2 separate regions of the Sus scrofa genome follow, and region 1 is linked to region 2. Evidence: chromatin contacts called from public Hi-C data. All regions are on one chromosome and are shown on one strand. The core of a region is the stretch at or near the end of the contact, and the rest is flanking DNA. Distances in the headings are between cores, read along the strand shown. Region 1 has its middle 44 kb from the start of PPARGC1A. Region 2 has its middle 520 kb from the start of ADGRA3.

Region 1 (4,130 bases), core at 905-3,404, 690 kb before region 2:
CACCCCCTGGCGTCTGGAAAGAGAATTACCTCCACTTAAAAAGGAGCTTTCAGACATTTTGGCATCTGAGTTATTGAGAAGAAACTGCAGGCAGTAATATCATTCCTTCTGGCTGAGTTTCATCTTCGCTTTGGGGTCTTCTGATTTTTATCCCCTTAAAGCAACCACTTATAGGGAAGAGAATGCCCACCATGACAATGCTAGTATTCTCTCTTCTTGAAGTACCTTATGTCAGCAGCCCAGAACCAGCAACACTAGGATTCCTAGACCCCATGTGTTGGTGGCTTTCCTGTCTACAAAGTAAGTTGCCTTTGTCAGGAGGTCTTAACCCCTGCAGCACCTTGGATAATCAGACTTGGGACATTAGAGGTCAGCTGCTTTCCTTTTTCATTCTTTGTCAGGAGGTCTTAACCCCTGCAGCACCTTGGATAATCAGACTTGGGACATTAGCAGGAGGGGTCAAGCTAGCTTTCCTCTTTTCCATTGGAATTCTTCCTACTTAGATTTCTCCAGGAATCTCTAGATTCCGTGATTTATCTCCCATAAAAATGTCTTTCTATTAAATACCATTTTTATTTCCCATTTTTAAAATTTTCATTTTTCCAAAATACTATTTGTGTTTATTAAACAACAACAACAATTATTTTCCGTTCCGTTTCTCCCAATGTGAACCGGAATTTTTATCTAATGTCATTTATTGCTTTTCACGTAGTTTCTAACATTTCGCTACTTCCATGGAATTTTTGTTATCCTTTTTTTTACCCACCTGTCTTTCCTAAAAGAGCATAGTAGGGGCACTAGCTCCAGGGTAGCCCCCCTTATGCTATTACTAGCTGTGCGATCCTAGAAGAGTCATTACTTCTCTCTGAGCTTCGATCTGTAAGTGGGAGGAATAAGGTCTTACCTCCCTGGGGCAGAAGGAGGGTGGACTAGGTAATTCTAACTAGGAAATATGGTTATTCCCACTCAGGACATTCTCTCATGTTCTCTGTCTCTTTATGTGCTTGTGTCCTTCTGGACACCTTTCAATCTTTATTGAACTTATCTTTGATTTTTAGTTACATAATCCATATATCTTCCTACAATTTTTCTTGCCTTGTACTTCTTGTGATTTCCATTTGCTGAAGAAGTGAGTGGGTTGGTTTTCTTTCTACCTACCTACTCTCCAGCAGCACCACCAGGGTACCATCCACTGAATACCTGCTCTGTGCCTGGCTTTGTGCCGAATGGTAAACATTACCTCCATAATTTCTTTCAATAATCCTACTGGTTGGCTGTCATCATCCCATTTTATAGATGAGAAGCTCATTGAGGTGAAATAACTCGACCAAGGTCACACACTAAATGGTGGCACCAGACTGTGGACCTGGTCATCCCTGGCTCCAAAGATCACTGCAGTTCCTGTGGCTTTCCAGGAGCTACTCTTTATCCAGCACCTACCATATGTTAGCCACTTAGCATGTATCACCTCTTTGAAGCCTCACAGCAGTATTGTAACCTGGGTATTGTTATTCCATTTTACTGCTGAGGACAATAAAGCTTAGAGAGAGACAAGAGGTGAGTACAGCAGAGGCACACAGCCAACAAATGTTCTCAAATCCAATGTCTGATGACCTGTCTTCTCCCTTCCTTTCTGCTCTCTGCTTTGTGAATGAATCAGGGAGGGAATGGGTCACCTTCCTTCCTCTTTTCCACGATTCTTTGCTTCCTTTATTCTCCTTGGGAAAAAAAAAAAAAAGATAGGACTTCACTTTTCAAATTAAAAATCTAAAACATGCTAGAAGCAAAGGAAAAAAAAAAAAAAAAAAAAAAAGGTGGCATGGGGGCGGGGCAGCTGAAAAGCACAAAAAACCCAGAGCCAGTCCACAGTAACCTTCCACCCAGAGGTGATCGCTTTCTTTTTTCTTTTTTTTTTTCCCCCTTCTTCCTTGCCTGCCCTTGCTTTGCGTCCTCTTAGCCAACAGCCACATTCTTTCTCCACCTCTTCCAGCACAAACTCCCTTTGGGGGTCCGAGTTGCCCCGCTGCGGCACTTGGCACAACGTGTGACACACACATTTGCAAAACTAATCAAGTGTAGCGGGGACAGGGAGTCCCAGCACAGGCTCGGCTAGGCAGCGGCGCGGTTCCCTTTCCCTGGCCCCAGACGTGGGGTGAGCCAGCGAGTCCCTGTAACTGAGCCCCGGCGGCCCCTCTCTGGCTCGTGAAGCCACACAAGCCCTAGCAACGGAAAATGCCACCGGACACCCCGGGCGGCTGCATGTGCAGGGCCGCCCCCGGGAGTCTTTCGTTCTAAGCCAAAGTTCAGCTGAAGGGCAGTTGCCAAGCCAGAAAGTCATGTGCCTCTCATGTTGGTTAGTGTGTCACTTTGAACAGTTCTTATCTGATAGTATTATGACTAACCCAGTGCTGACAGCATGGGACAGATTATAGGGGCCATGTGACAATTATTTAAGGCATCACTGAGGGAACAGTGCAGCTTGTATTAACCCATTCTTCCAGGATCACTTTCCCACAGGCGTTCCTTCCCTTGAGAGTCTGGGTAGCAAAGGGGAGGAGGAGAGGAACCAAAAAGTCCACTGGCCCTGGAAGAGTCCTCCTAGTTCCCATTTGGATGGCCCTAGTCGTTTATTTTTGTCCCTGCAGCTTGAGTGGTATGTGCTCTTTGGGCTTAAAAAAAAAAAAAAAAAAAAATCAATGATGATGGTTGTTCATATTTCAGAACCTTTCTTTCCTTACACCTTGTACTGATAAAATTCTACGCCTTTGTCGTTGTTGTTGCTAAGGTTGATCTTTAAGATATTAGAGAGCCGCACTGAAGTCCTGGCTGGAGAAACAGTCCTTCAGCGTCAACCTAAATGTCAGCAGCGAGAAGGCGTTCCTCCCCATCGTATGACTGGCGTTTCGGAGGGTGCAAAGCAGACTTAAGAAATGCTACGATTTATTATTTATACACTGCCCCTGAGTGTACACGGAATGGCACAATAGTCGCCAGCTGCACGAGGGCTGCCTCGCCAAAAATCAAATTCACAGCAGCTCCCACGCCAGAGAGGGACTTTGTCCGGCTTGAAGCTGTGAGAAGGGGTGTAAATGATCTTTATTTTGAGTGAAAAGAAATTTCATAGCTTATTTGGGGACCGAAAAGTACATAAAACAGAGGTTTTGGATCAACATTCGGATGACATCATCTAAATAAGGTCCCAGACACTAAAATATAACTCTATTCAGTGGGGTACCCTGGAGTGACAAAGAGTGGGATCGCAAATCTTTAGGAGATGTTGGAAGACAGCCATGTTTTGAGATTTCCTGGTTGAGTTCAGGCCCTGTTAACATTCAGCTATAAAATGGAATAATAGTAATACCTTCCTTATTGGGTTGTTAAAAAGATTTAATGAGAAGAAGCTTAGACAGGCTTAGCCTAGGGCACAATGAGTGCTCAATGAAAAGTGGCAGGTGTTAGTCTGGTTATTATTCTTGTTATTGTCATTGTTTGCATGCTCCACAGCAGAAGGCAGAAAACTTTGAACACAGACTGGAAATGGTGCCATTTCCAGAATGATTCCCATCTCGGGGTCACTCTAGTCTGTTCTGAGTGAGGGTCAAGCCATACTCAAGTCCTCCCCCTGTGTCCCCATGAGGGCCACCTTTCGTCCCCTCAGTAAAGTGCCTGCTACCACCTTTGTCACTGACCTGCAGCCATGTTCCCACTTTGTTACTGCGGAGGGACCAGGGCCCCTTCCAGCAAAACGATGGAGTGAGTGGGAGGATCCTTGGAGGCAGCATCGGCTCCACTCCTATTGCCCCAAGCAGTTCAGCTCTGGCTTCAAATTGCATGTGTTGTTCAACCGTACAACTGGCCTCTGGTTAACTGTACCTGTAGATGTAGATGGCGGTTTAAGGAACATCTGTTATGATGTGAGCACATGCTGGGGGTTTTATTCTTCTATCTCTGGTAATTTATCAAAGTTTTCCTTCTGCCTCATCTAGCAGCCTCTGTCTCACTTTGTCCATACTGGTACTCCAGCATCCTTTATAGAGCTGTACTCTGTGTCTCTCCCCATTTGACCTAGCATTTAATCTAGTTTGGTGAATTACTTATTCATTTATTTCACAATATTTACTGAGTGCCTG
Region 2 (4,460 bases), core at 278-2,777:
AATTTGATTTCACAAATTTTTTAATAGTTTGCAGCAATTTTAATTATTCCCACTATACAATTGAAATCCTAAGAATACCTTCTATCTATTGGTAGGAAAATTACCTTATCTTTAAAGAATTTCCTTCTCATGATTCTTTTGAAAAGCATTCAATAGCTGATATTTTTTGGTCACCAAATCAAAGCCATCCTTCATCATATCCTATCTCCATAATTTTTTCTTTGGTGGACATTACTAATATTCACCTATATCTGGTTCTTCTCTCATTTTAAATTTCAGCCATTGGAGAATTCATGAGATTTTATCTGGCCAGTGACTGTGGTCAGATATGACATATGATGTGGGCAAAAATATGAAAGAACTAGTCAACACCTTTCCAACTGTCTCATCCTCTATCATCCTGACTGGGTAGATTGCGTATTCTACTCAGGTATGGGATGATGGAATTCTCAGCTTGGATGGCTGTCTTAGTAACTGGAGGACAGTTAACCTACAGCTGAGGTCCCAAGAGACAATTAAGTCTTAATTTGTGAAAGCAAATTGACTTCTCTCTTATGCATCTAGAATGATTATCATATGCATCATGCTAAGATAATTGAAAAAAAAAATAGTTGAATTGTGAAAGTTTGCCCCTAAAAAGGTACTAAACTTGCAATGGAGTTTGCCTGATTGACTTATAAACTTTGCTGAGGTTGGCCACTGAGACTCTGAAAACAAAGTAATGACGTCTATACTAATACTGTTGTTTTAGGAAAATCTTACTTTGAATAACCATTTCAATTGTCTCTGTGAGAAACACCAAACCAAGTCTTTTTTAAAAAATATACATATAATTAAATTCTTCATATTATACCTTGAAATGGCCAAAATACATCATTTTCCTCTTTTCTCAGGTACCCACAGACTACATTCCCAGCCCTCTACATTCTTATAGCACTTACTTGTATTATTCCATTTATTTATATTACAATTTCCTCTTGAAGTATATTTTAGTAATATTTAGAAAACTCTTACTATACCAGCCTGAAAGGGAACATCCACGATGGTCATAAATATGGTCTATGACTCTTAGTTTCCATTCAACATAATTTCTAAATATAAGCACTCTAACTCCCTCTTTCTCCAGGCAGAGTCCCAAGTATCTCATATGATTTCTTTGGCAGGCATTCAAATTCTGATAAAGCTGCTGTGCCGACATCATCCCTAACAACTACCCTGAATTTGCTGCTTTTCTGCCTTGTGACTTGACCTTGACATTGCTGCTGGAATAAATGTGATACTGCTATCACTTCCCACGTTGTTGTCACTCCTTTTGTCAGTATCAGTGGTCCTTTGAAGTAAAGGAGTTCCCTTTGCCTGCATTATCACGGAGTATTACCAATGAATACTAAGAGAAAATTTAATGTTTGGGGCTAACTCACAAGTTTCTTCATTAAATGACCTACTGATCCTAAGACTGGGAACTATGGCTTAATTGTAATTTTCATTAGATAGTAGGGCTTAGATTTCCAGAAATACATAGTGCTTATTCTAGATAACCTCAAAGAACATGGCAGAGGTGACCTTGCTGTAGTGGACCTAGTTATGAGAATGAGATGTGAGAGTCAGGCAGAAAATAGATGTGGGAGAAACGAAATGGGAAAAGAGGAAGATGAGGCATTACTACTTTAAATGCAATGAGTTTGAGGTAACTGTGATGGAATTGGGAAGACTTGTCAATGGTTTAGGAAAAAAAACCACTAGCTTTAAAAGTTACTAATATAAATGAAAATGTTGGAGTATATATACAAGTGTATTTTTTTATATTTGATTAATTACAAAGAACTGCCACGCTTGAAAAACACAGTTAAAAAGTTCTCTGTTATGAAACATCTAGAGGTGTTGAATTATATATAATAATCATCTTTGAAAGTAAATAGCTGAGCTTGCAAGTAAAATGAGGTATCTCTAATGGGACAAGATCATGAAAGAAGCTGAAAATAAGACAATAAGTGGGGCGATGAAGCCATACTTACCCTGACTGTTTGAATCTTTTGTCACCCAGCGACTTGCATTTCAATGATGTTGGGCTCACTCAAGTTAAGGATTTAGAAATGGAACCTAGAGCCCTCAAGGGGTCGTGTGAAAGTATGGATCAGAAGGAAAAAAAAAGAAAAATCTGCCTGAAAGCAAAGGAAGAAACAAAGGAAACATATACTGTAGCCCAGAAATAGTCGAAAGCTTTCACCTGAGAATTTTTAAAAATCAAGCCATCCCTCGAGTAGAGTTGGAATTGTTTGCACTATTTATAAGCTCTGACAAACTACATGCAAAGAAATAATGAATTCAAAATAATTTCAGGTTAGTAGAACTCTCAAGTGTCGAGCAGAAGCAGACATAGATATTCTCTGGAACAATGTGCCCCAATATAAGACTTGAAGAATATTTAAAAAGCCCAGGCATTTGAATAAGAATTTGTAATTCAGAATAAATAACATAAAGGGAAACAAACCACCAGAATAAACCCCCGAAGAATCAACTGACAGTAAAAGAAGACTTTTCAGAAACTTCTGATACTGAAATTCCAAGATATTAAATTTTAATAAGCATTTTAAATAAATAAAAAGTAGAACCGAGATATAACAAAGAATAGGTTATCAAAAACGGGTTGAAAAAATAGAATATAGATATTGAAATCTGAAACCTCAATTAAGGTATTAAATGTAAAATTAATCACAGCTAAAGAGAGAATTAGTAAATTGGAAGAAACCTGAAAAATACCTAAAATCCAACGTAAAGAAGCAGAAGTGTCAAATATGGAAGATTGTTTTAAAATTTGGAAGATAATGAGGTCTTATACAACTAAATGTGTTTTTGGAAAGAAAGAATACAAGAAATGAGGTAGAGACAATATTTGAAATATTAACAGTTGTGAAATACTCAAAGATGCTAAATCTTTGTGTGGGACACTGTGCTCTTGCTACAGAAAACCATTTTTTCAAGTCCTCTGAACTTTGGGATCCATTCGCTAGTTCTCAGAAAAACTATTTAATCGGAAAAAATGAAGTGGGTCACTTTCTGACTCTCATTGTTACAAGTGGTTATTTCCCATTATCAATTTACCGCCCTTGCTCCACCCCTCCCTGTTTCTGTCTCTCTACCAAACATGATGCATTGATAAACCCATGTTGATCTTGAATAAACTTGATTTCAGAGTTCTTCCTTAGAGGACAATAGCCCAGAAAAAATACTACCCAGGAACATTGAATTTAAGTTTACTTGAGCAAGAAATAAAACTTGTAAGTATGTTAAACTATTGACTCTGGGATTTATTTGTTATAGCATATAGTATTAATTACCCTGACTAATACACTGAGACTCAGGAAACCTACTGAATCTTAAGCATGATAAGTAAGAAATACTTATGTACATCAGAATAACACAATAAGAGCACAACAAAAGTAAACAATAATCTTAATCAGAAACCAAGTTCTATATATTTTTCCTTTAATCTGTCTCTGAAAGTTAACTACCTTGTTCCTAGCTCCATGATAAATACCTGAATTTGTGTCTTTACCCTTCCCATGAAACACTGAAAGAGCTTCCTAATGGCTCTTCATCCTCCATCCTTGTCCCTCTTCTAATTCTTTCTTCATCCATAAGAAAGTGTGATCTTTAAGAAGTGGAAATCAACTATTACCATACTTCTGCTGTAAAACTTGAGTGGATTTCCATTTCTCTGGGATATGGTTCAGACTTTATAATTTAAGTTTCAAGGCTTTCATCAATATGACTAAGCCTAATTCACCATTTTATCTCTTGCTATTCTCATTGTCTCTGGCCATACCAGATGTACTTTATTTCATTTAATGAGTTATTCTCTCATTTCTAGGTGTTCCAACATTCTGTTTGTTCACCTGAAATACTTTTTCTTTCATTTAAATATCTTTTATGTATTCTGTAGGTCTCATTTCAAATGTCCTTTCACTTGAGAAATTTCATTAGATAATCAAGATTAGTTTTAATCTTTGAGTCTCCATTATGGAAGCATTCAAATTTCCCGCAGTGTAGACACTCTTTACTTCTACTTTTGAAGCATTTATCATAATAATAATTATTGGCTTATTCCAATTCTTGGATTGAACCTTAGTTTTTGTCTTAGAGTTAGGGTTTATAAAATTTTTTGGCAATATACTGAATATAGTTACCAGGGCATAAAATGCTCAGTAAATATTTTTAGAATGAGATTGAATAAATGAAAGAATGAACCCAAGGATAGAATGACATCGTGTCTCAGGAATTTTACTACTTATTCAAAAGATGATGACTGGATCTCAGACTTGTATTTGATCTTGGTCTTTATCAGAAAAATAATCAAACTTGGCAATTAAAGTAAAAAAAGGTCACCTCTCATAATTTACTCTTGGTATTAATAGATTTCAGATGCATAAAATGGTGTTAATCACAAAACTTGGTATATG

What was found. A called contact is a pair of places that touch in the nucleus more often than the background predicts.
Region 1: a Hi-C map of fetal heart ventricle shows a contact between it and region 2, with 3 times the contacts expected there. The contact joins two enhancer-like sites. A contact is called at or near these places in 2 of 47 Hi-C or Micro-C datasets (fetal heart ventricle and heart right ventricle) and 1 of 2 datasets of contacts at active chromatin or transcription factors (skeletal muscle).

What each region holds. Positions count from the first base shown.
Region 1 is chr8:17,988,910-17,993,039 of Sscrofa11.1, reverse strand. It overlaps a transcript of PPARGC1A not described here. Among named protein-coding and RNA genes, the nearest start is that of PPARGC1A, 44 kb to the right of the region's middle. Within about 2 kb of position 2,154, at least 30 of the 83 cell types and tissues checked have an H3K27ac peak or open chromatin away from gene starts, as enhancers often do.
Region 2 is chr8:17,302,523-17,306,982 of Sscrofa11.1, reverse strand. No RefSeq gene overlaps it. Among named protein-coding and RNA genes, the nearest start is that of ADGRA3, 520 kb to the right of the region's middle. Within about 2 kb of position 1,527, at least 2 of the 83 cell types and tissues checked have an H3K27ac peak or open chromatin away from gene starts, as enhancers often do.